Linked DNA regions of Mus musculus: regions 2 and 3 are each linked to region 1. The links are chromatin contacts, called in public Hi-C maps. All regions are on one chromosome and are shown on one strand. The core of a region is the stretch at or near the end of the contact, and the rest is flanking DNA. Distances in the headings are between cores, read along the strand shown. Region 1 has its middle 19 kb from the start of Commd9. Region 2 overlaps Ldlrad3 (low density lipoprotein receptor class A domain containing 3). Region 3 overlaps Ldlrad3 (low density lipoprotein receptor class A domain containing 3).

The links. A called contact is a pair of places that touch in the nucleus more often than the background predicts.
Region 2: a contact with region 1 is called in a Hi-C map of cerebral cortex, with 6 times the contacts expected there. The contact joins two enhancer-like sites. A contact is called at or near these places in 2 of 15 datasets of contacts at CTCF or cohesin (the NIH/3T3 cell line and pro-B cells), 14 of 484 Hi-C or Micro-C datasets (3T3-L1-derived adipocytes, the HL-1 cell line, Sertoli cells and 8 more), 3 of 115 datasets of contacts at active chromatin or transcription factors (the SCID.adh cell line, T-cell acute lymphoblastic leukemia and neural progenitor cells) and 1 of 9 other capture datasets (embryonic stem cells).
Region 3: a Hi-C map of double positive thymocytes shows a contact between it and region 1, with 8 times the contacts expected there. The contact joins two enhancer-like sites. A contact is called at or near these places in 10 of 39 promoter capture datasets (the 3T3-L1 cell line, 3T3-L1-derived adipocytes, the C10 cell line and 6 more), 4 of 15 datasets of contacts at CTCF or cohesin (the NIH/3T3 cell line, large pre-B cells, pro-B cells and 1 more), 87 of 484 Hi-C or Micro-C datasets (3T3-L1-derived adipocytes, the AML12 cell line, B cells and 53 more), 11 of 115 datasets of contacts at active chromatin or transcription factors (astrocytes, double positive thymocytes, embryonic basal ganglia and 7 more) and 2 of 9 other capture datasets (embryonic stem cells and embryonic tail).

What each region holds. Positions count from the first base shown.
Region 1 is chr2:101,903,642-101,907,717 of GRCm38.p6, forward strand. No RefSeq gene overlaps it. Among named protein-coding and RNA genes, the nearest start is that of Commd9, 19 kb to the left of the region's middle. Within about 2 kb of position 2,345, at least 70 of the 459 cell types and tissues checked have an H3K27ac peak or open chromatin away from gene starts, as enhancers often do. A contact at or near this core is called in the SCID.adh cell line, T-cell acute lymphoblastic leukemia, cerebellum and 4 more, where this site is marked.
Region 2 is chr2:101,981,693-101,985,749 of GRCm38.p6, forward strand. The region is part of intron 4 of Ldlrad3 (low density lipoprotein receptor class A domain containing 3); the gene reads right to left. Among named protein-coding and RNA genes, the nearest start is that of Gm39888, 8.2 kb to the right of the region's middle. Within about 2 kb of position 2,024, at least 105 of the 459 cell types and tissues checked have an H3K27ac peak or open chromatin away from gene starts, as enhancers often do. A contact at or near this core is called in the SCID.adh cell line, T-cell acute lymphoblastic leukemia, cerebral cortex and 2 more, where this site is marked.
Region 3 is chr2:102,031,136-102,034,685 of GRCm38.p6, forward strand. All of the region lies in intron 4 of Ldlrad3 (low density lipoprotein receptor class A domain containing 3), which reads right to left. Among named protein-coding and RNA genes, the nearest start is that of Gm39888, 41 kb to the left of the region's middle. Within about 2 kb of position 1,761, at least 33 of the 459 cell types and tissues checked have an H3K27ac peak or open chromatin away from gene starts, as enhancers often do. A contact at or near this core is called in cerebellum, cerebral cortex, double positive thymocytes and 1 more, where this site is marked.

The sequences.
Region 1 (4,076 bases), core at 1,095-3,594:
TGGAAAAGTCTGCATACGTCTGGTGCCCTTGCATAATCTGCTTGTATAAGGGACTTGATTGTGTTGCTGTTGTTTGCTTTGTTTGCAAGAATAGACTTGTTTTCTGGTACTATATTTCGGGTTGGGTCAATACGATTTCCGAAGAACCTCTCCCCCACTGATCTCTAAGGAGGTTCTTGCTTGGTGATTTTCTGGTCCCTTCCCCAGGGTGTGGGAATATTTGGGATGTAGACTCTGTCCATCAAAGGGTGACAATCAATCTCTGGGGTGACAGTGCTCCTGGCTGGCCACCACATTCCACTTGCACAGCACAGAGGCGAGCAGCTTAGTCCTGATCAATGTATCTGTCTCTGAGCCTGTAGATGTGCCTCACTCCAGAAAGCCAGGCTGCCTTTCCCTGCCAGGATCAACAGAGCCCCTGGGCTTTGACAGTGAGGCACCCAGAGCTCACGAGCTGCTTCAAACCACCCAGACCCCAGAGGTTGAAAAAGGAGATCAGGGCATTGAGCCAACCCCGTGCCTCTTCCTGTGTCTGCCCATGCCGCTGGATGAGGCTGTGTTGGAGTGTGTATGTGCATGTGGAGGCTGGAGCTTCCTCAGGAACTATCCAGCTCGTTTTCCGAGACGCGGTCTTGGATCATCCTTGAACATGCAAGGCAGATGGGCCAGTGAGTTTCAGGCATCTTCTTCTCTCTTCCCAGCTCTGGGATCACAAGCATGTGCCACCACCCCAGCTTCTTTACTTGAATTCTGGGGATCTAAAACCAGGTCCTTTACTATCTGAGCCATCTCCCCAACGCTGCCGATTCAGTAGCGGAAGAAAGTTTGTGATTTCCCACAGGTGACCTAAGTTTGCCTTGAGTGTGGTGACTTCCAACCCTCCTAGATCAGCCCTGCCGGCTGCCTCTGTGGATCCTGATCGTTGTCCTTTGCCTTCCGTTTCTGATGATTTTCAGTGTGAAGACAAATGGACACCCGAGTGAGCCACTCAGTGAGGTCTCTGCACACACACAGGCCCCCTGCCCAGGCACTGCTAGTCAAGCTCTCTGGCCTGCTGTTCACAAACTTCCAAGATGTGAGTCCAGTGTGGTGAGAATGTTACCACAAGCAAGGAACTCTTATTAGTTATCATTCCTTTTACATTCGTTTCTTTTGTTTCTGTTTAATTTTGTTTGTTTGTTTGTTTTGGATTTTCAAGACAGGGTTTCTCTGTATAATCTTGGCTGTCCTGGAACTCTCTTTAACTACCAGGAGGATAGCTCTGTGTGTGTGTGTGTGTGTGTGTGTTTTAAAATGATGGACTTAGTTTTATGTACATTGGTGCTTTGTCTTCATGCATGTCTGTGTGAGGGTGTCAGATTCTTTGGAACTGGAGTTACAGACAGTTGTGAGCTGCCATGTGGTTGCTGGGAATTAAACCCAGGTCCTCTGGAAGAGCAGCCTGTGCTCTTAACCACTGAGTGACCTCTCCAACCCCTTATGCTCTAATCTAGAAGCTATTGGCCGTCTAGAACTTTGAAGGTTTTCAAGCCATTAACCTGTTTTCAGCCTGTATCCACCGACTTCCAATCCTGATAATTCCTGAACATTCTTTTTGTTTGGTTGGTTTGTTTTTTGGTTTTTGGTTTTTTGTTTGTTTGTTTGTTTGTTTTGTTTTGTTTTGTTTTTCGAGACAGGGTTTCTCTGGCTGTCCTGGAACTCACTCTGTAGACCAGGCTGGCCCGGAACTCAGAAATCCGCCCGCCTCTGCCTCCGGAGGGCTGGGATTAAATGCGTGCGTCACCACGCCTGGCTCCTGAACATTCTTAACTGCATACTGATGACCTTTATACAATCCGATCTTCTTTGGTGCTCACATTTCTATGGTTTAATTCCCCCCACCTCTTTTTAAAGCAGTTTTGAGAAAAGAAAAAAAATTGCTAACGGCAGTAGTACAGGGATGGTGCCAGAGGACCCTAATCTCCACAGAGAGAGTTTGCAGGCCCTGAATGCTTGGGAAAGGCCCGAGTGGGCTTTCTCCCTCTGCCTGATCTTCCCCATTGTTTCTGTGGTCCTGCCGAATGCCTGCCTTTCTCCAGCCTCGTCCCACAGCCTGAGTACCCGGATGATGGGCAGTTCCTGTCGGTACCGAGTTTCCAGCTATAAAGTGATAGCCTGTCTCTGGGATTCATTTCATAAAAGATGTCACTGGTCACGAGGTCTTACTATCTTCTGAGGTGACTCAAAAAAACTAACTATAAGGCCTAAAATCCAAACAGGAAGGCAATCGCCGCCTGCTGCTCGGCTAGCTGCAGCTGGAACTTGCATGATAAGCCCAGCAGATGGCGCACTTGTTCTCTCGATCTCATCTGTCTTAGTAATGAAAACAAAGACCGGGAAAGGTGAGGTGGCAGCAGACCTCTCCCAGAGCCCGGGCTAGGGAGAGGCTACCTGTAAAAGAGGCCCTCAGATCCAGGCCTGTTATCTCGTTATCTCCTCAGGGCAGCAAAGGTTGGAAGAAGGAGAAGTGGTAGCAGGGACAGACTCCCAGGGACCCCTTTCAGGACTTTTCCCCTAATGCCCCGATGCATCTGCCACAGGCTAGTAAATCCAAGAATCTGTACCTTTGGACCGGCCAGACACAGCTTCGCCAAACAAGGTTTGTGCGCGGCAACCACAGGTCCAGGATTCAGCCAGCAGAGAACTTTCTGTACCATGGGTGGATAGTGGAGGCAGGATGCAGGTCTAGGGCTGCTTGAACTAAATCTCGATTTCTTCATCTGTATAAGAAAGAGATTAAGCTTAACTCTTCCTGACAGCACTGCTTGGAGGAGGTTAATTATGTATGAAGGTATCTGAGTCGGGGAGGGTGCCCATCCATGGCGGGTACATGTCTGCTCTGCGTGCTGCCTCTTCTAGGTAAGGCCCTGTGCAGAATGCCCCAGTTCTGGTGTGAAGGGGGTTTGCTGTGTTCTGACCCCCACCCCCATGGCTGGTGAGGAGCCCAGGTAACTTTCTGGACTTCCTTGCTTCGGGCTCAACAGCTTTCTCCTATTTCTGTTTTCTCCTCCTCCTCCTCCTCCTCCTCCTCCTCCTCCTCCTTCCTCCTTCCTCCTCCCCGTCCTCCTCCTCCTCCTCCTCCTTCTCCTCCTCCTCCTCCTTCTCCTCCTCCTCCTCCTTCTCCTCCTCCTCCTCCTTCTCCTCCTTCTCCTCCTCCTCCTTCTCCTCCTTCTCCTCCTCCTCCTCCTCCTCCCCCTCCTCCCCCTCCTCCCCCTCCTCCTCCTTCTTCCTGCTGCTCCCACTGTCTGACTAGAGTCTAATGGCATTCCCCTGCCCCAAATTCTTAATGGCTCCTTAATGCCCCAGAATGAAGGCTAAACTCAGAATTGATACTCAATGTCCTTCATAACCAGCTTTCCACCTACATTTTAAGCTTTTGGAACAAAATTGAAGAAATTGACTTAAATCTGAATTAACAGGGTAGAGTTCTGAGGATGGAGGGAATAGAAGTTGTTGGTAACAGGCATGGACGGGTCTGGCTACCAAGAATGGAGTCCCCCCTACTTCTCATATTATGTATTTTTTTTCTCTTGTTCTCTTACTGTGTCAGAAAGTGTCTTGCTATATAGTTCAGGCCAGCTTCAAATTCATGATTCTCCTGCCTCAGCTTCCTCTGAGGGTGTGGTGACCTGTCCTCTTGATGTGCCTTTCCTTAAGCACAGAGTCTAGGTTTTGCTAATTATTTTGTCCCTAGCAGCTAAGACAGTGTCTGCAGTTATAGATGCTCAGTCAGTACTCACTGGAATGCATGCGAGCATGAATGACTGAGAATGAATGAATGAATGAATGTCCTGAATGTGCCAAAGGTTGACTAAGCAACTATCCCCAGTGTTCACTAGCTCCTGGCCTTTTCTAACCTGAGAAGCAGAATGGGGTGGGGGAGGGGCATTAGAACAGTGCAGCCAAAAGCAAGAAACCAGAGCATTCTTGATCTAGCAACAGGGGGACGTCGTGATGACAAGGACTACAACTGTTGTGCCCACAGCCTCTTAGAACACTCCATCCTAAACCTCCCAGGAAGGTCAACCTGACTGTAG
Region 2 (4,057 bases), core at 774-3,273, 78 kb after region 1:
TGACTTGCAGGGTAAGAAATCAATCTCAATCCTTTTTTTCTAAAAATTATTGAGTCTTGGGCCTATCTAATGCCACAGCCTGGCCTGACATACACGGACTGAAACAGAGGCAGCTCAACACTAAGAGGTTTCTAATGTCACGAGTAGCTGATGACACAGAGGGAAGCAAAGCGGGAGAGACACATTTAATCACCTAAAAGCCAGATGTGATGGTGGTGTGTGGAGTGATTTTTTTTAAGGCAAGCCAGGCCTCTATTTTTTATCACTTTACAGTATGGTGTTGTGTTTGCATATACAGCTATGCACCACATGTGAATGCCAAAAAAAAAAAAAAAAAAAAAAAGAGCAGCAGATGCCCTGGAACTGCAATATACGGAGTTGTGAGCTGCCAGGTAGGCACTAGGAACTGAACTCAGGTCCTCTAGGATGAGCAGCCGATGCTCTTAACCGCTGAGCCATCTCTCCAGCCTCATCTGTGAGTTATTTATACCAACTTCTGGTGTTATCTCTTGATGACAACATTTATAGTTTACAACTTCCCTTCCCTATAGGCCAATTACAACACTGAGCAAAAAAAAAATACTGTAATTCATGGGATCTCTCAGTATGGGAAGTTGCAGAGGTCGGGCTTGAATCCAAGTCCACCAGTGTTGCAGATCCTGAAGACCTTTGCCACAGCGCACAGGGGCTTTGCTGGCCAGGGAAACTGCAAGAGGCCTGAGCTGACTTTAGCGAGAAAAGCCATGGAGGTAGAAAGGCCTGAATAAGGTGGAAGTGTCATGGAAGCTTTTGAAGAAAGTGGGTCTTATTCCACGCCAGTTCTTAAGTGATACTTTAAAGAGGACTTTGGGGGAGGGGACTATGACAGTAAGCAGCAGGCAGAGGCAGCAGCGACTTACGTGGAAGAGAAAAGAAGGTTCCTGCTTGGACACAGTAGATAGAGAAAAGGCAAGAGGTAGTGGTACCGGGTCTTAAATAACAGGCTGTAGAATTTAGTCTTATAACCCCAGAGCGTTCCCCAGCAGGGATGGGCAGGGATAAAAGCAATATTTGGGAGTAAAACTCTCTGATGGCTGAATGTGACATGAGTTCTAGCAGAAAGAGAGTGGCCAGGCAAGAAGGAAGTGGACCCCAAAGGAGACACAGGGTATGGAGGTTTTAAAGCAAGGAAGTAACAATTTTCTGCCCAACCCAGTTGCCACTGGGCGCAGATGCTGGGATCAGAAACACATGCACATCAGCTCACAGGATGTTCACCACAACCCCAGGGATGCAGCCTCACCCCATTTTAAAGAAGAAAGAACAGAGGCTTGCTAAGTATCAAGTTGGGCCTATGAATGCAGTTTGGTCTGGTTGCACAGTCAATGCTCAGAGGCACCAGACAGAGATCGTAGTGGGAGCTCTGCAGTCTTGGTAGCTGGCCACAAGCCTGAGACCTCATCTAGGAAAGGGGGCGCTGCTAATCCACCACAGGGTGCCAGGCAGCTGGTTTAGGAAACACAGTCTGCATTTGCAGCTTGGAGAGGACTGTGTTGCCACCCACACCCCTGGATTGAATCCCAGCCGTCTGAGAGAGCAGGAGAAAAGAGAATCGATCCTATCTGGCTCCTCAGATAGGCACCATGTGGCTTTGCTTTGAAGACCTGGGTTACATTATAGCTTAGCCCACAAAGGGCCCTTGTGATGCCTGCATGTGACCCGGACCCATTGGGATGGCACCTCTGCCGCCTCCTCAGCTTTGTGGTTGACCAAAATGTTCAGAATAAGATTTTTCAATAAATGGCTCATTCTGCAGTTACTCTGCAGAGAAAAAAAAAGTCAGGTCACAGGCTTCTGAAATGTCACCCCTGCATCTGTCCTTCCACTGCTGCAGAGGCTCCAAAGCCGAGAGCTGGGTGCAGAGAGGTTCGGCGCGCCCAGACCATCTGTTGCATGGCTGAGAATACTTGAAAGAGCCGTTTCTCGCACAGCTCAGTGTGCGCGTGGCCTCAGCCTGTGGCCCTGGCTCTCACCAGCGCATTTTTGGGATTCTTTTTTTTTTTTTTTTTAAACAAGTCACATGTGTGCACAATTTAAAGAGACTAAGAGCTGTGTGGAGCTTGATGAAAGTTAACAACATTCTCTGACTCTCTCTAGAAGCAAACATTTCCCCCAATTTTAGTGAGATGGATCTTAGGCTGTCTCTAAGTACTTAGCTTATATTGCTTCTCTTTGATTCACCCTTGTTAGGAATTACCCACTGTCTCCCCACTGTGGAAGATGAGGATTTAGCTGACACTCATCACCATCCCTGCCCTCGGCATGCGCATGCTCCTTAAGTTCCTGGTTACATATACTCTTGATACCCATTGCTTTTGTTATCTCTGGCAAGGAGGCATTATGAGTGACTCATAGTCTAGTAGTATAGCTTCAAGACTTTACTTCTGGGAGAACATTTTTTTTTAGTATCCTATGTATCTCTCATGAATCCAGAGGCAACCTCGCCTCCAGCTTTGTCAGCCTCCTCTGCTGTGTACTTTAAGCCGTTACGTGTCAATCAAGTGAAATTCCCAGGAAAAGTTGTACCTACATTAGACACCGCAGGACTGACTGTTTACAATTTCAATGATCATGGAGATTTGGAATGTTCTAGGCACAAAGTCAAAGTATACTGGGTATGTTTAGCTCACCTAGAGAGCCATGTATTGCCTACCTCTGTGTGTGACTAAGATCCTTGTGACTATTGCATAAATCCATTTGGAATTTATGAACAGACCCCAGTCTTCCAAAAGCCCAAAGCTAAATTGCGATTAGCCCGGCTTGCTGTCTAACTGCCTCCTTGATGGTCCACCGGTGTATTTAAAGGATATCCAGAGAGCTGGAGAGACTACTCAGTGGGAAATGCACTGGCAGCTAGTCTAGAGCAGTGGCTTTTAACCTGTGTGGGTCGTGACCCCTCTGGAGTAGTAGAAGGACCCTTATGAAGAGGTAGCCTAAGACCAAGGGAAAACACAGATAATTACATTTATGTTCCATAATAGTAGCAAAATTACACTAATAAATTAGCAACAACATAATTTTATGGTTGTGGGTCATCACAGCATAAGGAACCCTATTAAAGGGTCACAGCGTTTAGAAAGATTAGGAAGCACTGTTCTAGAGGACTATGGCTCAACTCCCAGCACCCACATGGTGGCTCAGGAATTCCATGACTCTAAAGATCTGATGCCCTCTTCTAGCCTTCAGAGGTACCATGTGCACGCACACATGTAAAATACCTAAATGTGTAAAAAAGTTGTTCTGAGTTACGATTACTGCCAAACTATAAAATCATCATGAAACTGATACCTTGTTGGAATGTGGTATTTGTAGCAGCCTGGATCTGTGTTTCTGGGCCATGGCTACTTATTATAATTGGCTCAAGAATCACTTATCTTTTATTCACTTTGTTGTGAGAACTGGTGTGTGTGTGTGTGTGTGTGTACATAAATATCCCATCAATTGCTTTACACAGGAACCTACCCCTAGCTCTGGACCTGGGATCCCACAGACCTGCTGCCCAGCATCCACCCTGGTTGTCCCTGTCCGCTCCACCTAGTTTTGAACCTCCAGATCCCCATGCCCAGTAGCTCTCGCTTCATTTACACCCGCAGTTTTAGTAGATCTTTGGAGGGCCTCTTTCTATCATTTCTGAGAAGCTCTTTATTGCATAGCATCTAAGACAGAAGTCTTTGCTTGGGGCCGATCTTATACCCAATGTTGTTAAAATGCATGGTGCCATTTGAGTTTTGTATCTTCTCCATACCTGTTTCTTACTTATGCTTTTGCTCTTTAATGTCCTCTCCAGACACTTTTGGGTTTCTGTCTTCCCGTCGGGGCTCTGAAGTTTCATGACGATGTGCTTAGCATGGTTTATGGCCATTCCCTTTCTAGCTAAAAAGCACTGTTCTTTTAGTTTGCGGGAAATGGTTTTCAATTGCTTTCTAGAATTTCCTGTTATTTGGATGTAAATCTACTAACCAGGTCCTTGGTTTCTCTTATGTTTCTCTCTTATTTCCTATGCCTATGAGATCTTGTA
Region 3 (3,550 bases), core at 511-3,010, 130 kb after region 1:
ATCCCAACACTTGGGAGGCAGAGGCAGGCGGATCTCTGAGTTCGAGGCCAGCCTGGTCTATAAAGTGAGTTCTAGGACAGCCAAGGCTACAGAGAGAAACCCTGTCTCAAAACAAACAAACAAACAAACCACGGAAGATGGAAGATTCCGTGTGCTGTGTATTATACCACAGTCCTTTAAAAAGGGCAGATTGTCCCCAGTAATAGCAATACTATTTCACTCAGAAAAGCTAAGCATAAAAAAACTTGGTGCTGTTTCTTGGTTTGGTATATTGTCCTTTGGCCCCAAAGTAACCAATGTATTTATTTACTTTATGACTGGTTAATTTCAGGACCCAACTACTGTCATTCATGATACAACTTCTTCCCTTACAGAGAAATACCAATCCTGCCCTATCTGAGAAGGCCAGAGGCGGGAGGACATTACAGAGGAAAAGCGTCCCCAACCCCCATGGCCAAAACTTGCTTGCAAGCTGCCTCTCATTTCACTGTAATTCCTTGTGTAAAATGCAAGCATCCCTCATCCAAGCACTGTAACAGGCACAGCCTCCCATCCATGTGCACTGAGATCCACTGGGCCCACTTGTGGTGGGACAAAGTCAGACAAGAGCATCCTGAGAGAAGCCAGGGCTGATGGAGCACAGGTAGAAGTTTCTGTCTAGTCAACGGGGTGGATGATCTGGGATGCTGGAGTCTTGACACTGGAAGAACAGGAGATCAAGTGCTTTGATTAAAATTCAGAGAACAATGCATTTCAGACTCCAGAGCTGACAGTCCCCAGGAGTGGTGCAATGATACCACAGCATAGCGTAGCCACAGAAGCTCCTAATCAGCAGCAGTGAGAGGCACAGGGGGTGAGTCACAAGAAGCACCACTCAGGGTGCTGTCTTAATTGGGGTTTTACTGCTGTGAACAGACACCATGACCAAGGCAACTCTTATAAGAACAACATTTAATCGGGCCTGGCTCACAGGTTGAGAGGTTCAGTCCATTATCATCAAGATGAGACCTTCCAGGCAGGCGTGGCGCAGGAGGAACTGAGAGTTCTATATCTTCATCTGGAGACTGCTAGCAGAACACTGACTTTCAGGCAGCTAGGGTGAGGGTCTTAAGCCCACGCCCACAGTGACACACCTACTTCAACAAGGCCATACCTATTCCAACAGGACCACACTTTCTAATAGGGCCACTCCCTGGGCCAAGCATATGCAAACGATCACAGGTGCCTAGCATGGTCTAAGCACTCAGACTTTCGGTAGAGGGCAATGAGCAGTAACAGAGTGGTAGAGGGGGCTGGAGAGAAACCTCAGCTCCAACTCAGGCTTACAGAAAGGCCTTGCAGGCTTGTGGTGAGACCAAAACAGCTCACCAGAGCCCTGTAATGCCTTCTGGTCTCACCTGGCTCAGGCGCATCTGCTTCTTCCTTCCAAATGTCTTCTGGGCCACTCCTGACCTCCCAGTACCCTAGAGATGTAGGTCAGGATCGTACGCTGTATCTAGGACCAGCCCCCACCTGACCCAGGTGGGCACTACAGGCAGGCATCCCCACACTTCCTCTCTTCCAATGGGGGTTCCCTCACCTTGCTGTTCCCTCTACCTAGCAGCCGCTTCCCTCTTCACAGACTCCTGCCCACCTCCAGATTGAAACTGCAAACCTCTGCTTAGAGGACTCCACTCTTATCCTATTGTGCCCTACACTTTTCCTTACACGACTCACATGCTTGTGATTGCCATTTGCCGCCTGTCTCCATGCTCTGCAGTGAGCTAAATGAACATAGTACGTGGGCTTGCAGGAAGCCGAGCCATGGTTATCCTATCAACCAATGTGGGTGGAGGCTGGGAAAGGAAACATCTTTTGGCAGAAAGTGGTCCTAAAACAGTTCACCAAGCAAAGACCCAAAGGAGGCGAGAAGACTGTGGGGTGGGGCAAGGGTGGTACAAAAGTCCCTGCCACCACAAAGTACCTCCTTTCACAGCCTCCAACTGCCTCACTGTGACGGAAATATGGCAGAACTCTGTGCCTCAGCTGCTGTCCTGGCAAAGTGCCCAACCTCAGCTTACACCCACCTGCAGGGGGTGGCAGAGCTTATAGAACTTGGGATGGGAACTGAGAAAAGGGAATTATCTACAGGCTCTAAGCCCAGAAAGCCCCGTGGACCTGTGGCAAGCCTGGCTGGATGTAGGCTCATGTCCGCAGGATGGCTGGAGACCCTTCCTGGCTGGGTTGGCTCATGTCTGCAGCACGGTTGGGGACCCTTCCTGGCTCCTTGTTATTTTCATTCTGGCCTGAGACACAGGATGCTGGATGTGAAGATGAAGGCTGTATTGACAGGAAATTCCAGACCTCATACCTCTGGCCTTCTTAGAAGCAGCGAGACACCAGCTCCTGTTCATAGTAGCCTTAGCCACCACCCCTGCAAGTCAGACTCCCTGGCTTTGACATAGTCAAGAGGGACAGGCGAATAGAAGGCCTCCAGAATTGTACAGTGCACCTTTGAACTTAACCTCTCCCCCATGGTGACCAGGGCATCTGAAGACAGGGCTCCCTCCCCCATCCTTCCCTCTCTCTCCCTCCAAAGCAGACTGCTAGGTCTTATCACCTCTCCTGTGCGAAATCTCAAATCTGCCTGTTTTGCTCCACAGGACTTGGCATTTGCCCTCCGTGTCCTTCATTTGGTTATAAAAGTGGAGGCCCAGCATGGTCTCTCAGGGCCAACCTTGGCCTCTGCCTACTACTGCCCATCACACCTGAAGCTGCTCTTTGTGTAAGTCTGACCACACGTGTCTGCTATGTGTTGCTGCTGCTGCTCTTAGGATGTAATGATTTCTGTGACATCACAACCCCCCAGGCCCTAGCCGAGCATCTGTGCACGGTGACTTAGGAATCTGCATTTGTCAAGCACCTGGCACAGAGCAAGGCCGAGCAAGGCAGTGCTAACTGTGTAAGATGGACCAGTGTTCTCGGGGGAGGCAGAGGAGGCTGCACTTACAGGGCTGAGCCCTATGGGGTGGGTGTTGATACAAGTGCTGATTAACTGTTTGCCTAGATACTGTATCACAAACAAACAGGAAATTAATTCTCCATCTTTCAATTCCCTTTCTGAGTTTAATTGCAAGCCATATAATTGGTCTCAATTTCCTTTAAATAAAAAGCCTTCTGCTATCAATATGTAACAGCAAGGAACTCCAGCTCTCTGCTACCTCGGATACTTCTCCTTCCTCCAACACATGGGGAAACAGCTGGACACATTCTGATATATTTTTGAAGGGCACTAAAACACCCCACCCAGACCTTCGAGGTAGCAAAAGCAAGGCAAGTGTGTGCTTTAGACACCTGCAGGCAGATGTAAAATGTAAGCGTGACAGGCAAGTGCGTCCAAGCATGGGCTTTGGAATGAGCGTGAATGTGTGACAAGCTGTGTGATCTTGGGCAGGGTGTGACCCTTCTGAACCTAAGCACCCCAATGTGTAAAGAGAAGGCAAGTTATATGGACGGCTATGAGTCAGACAAGGCGCAAGTGGGCGACCTAATTAAGAAGCCAGCGTGGTGA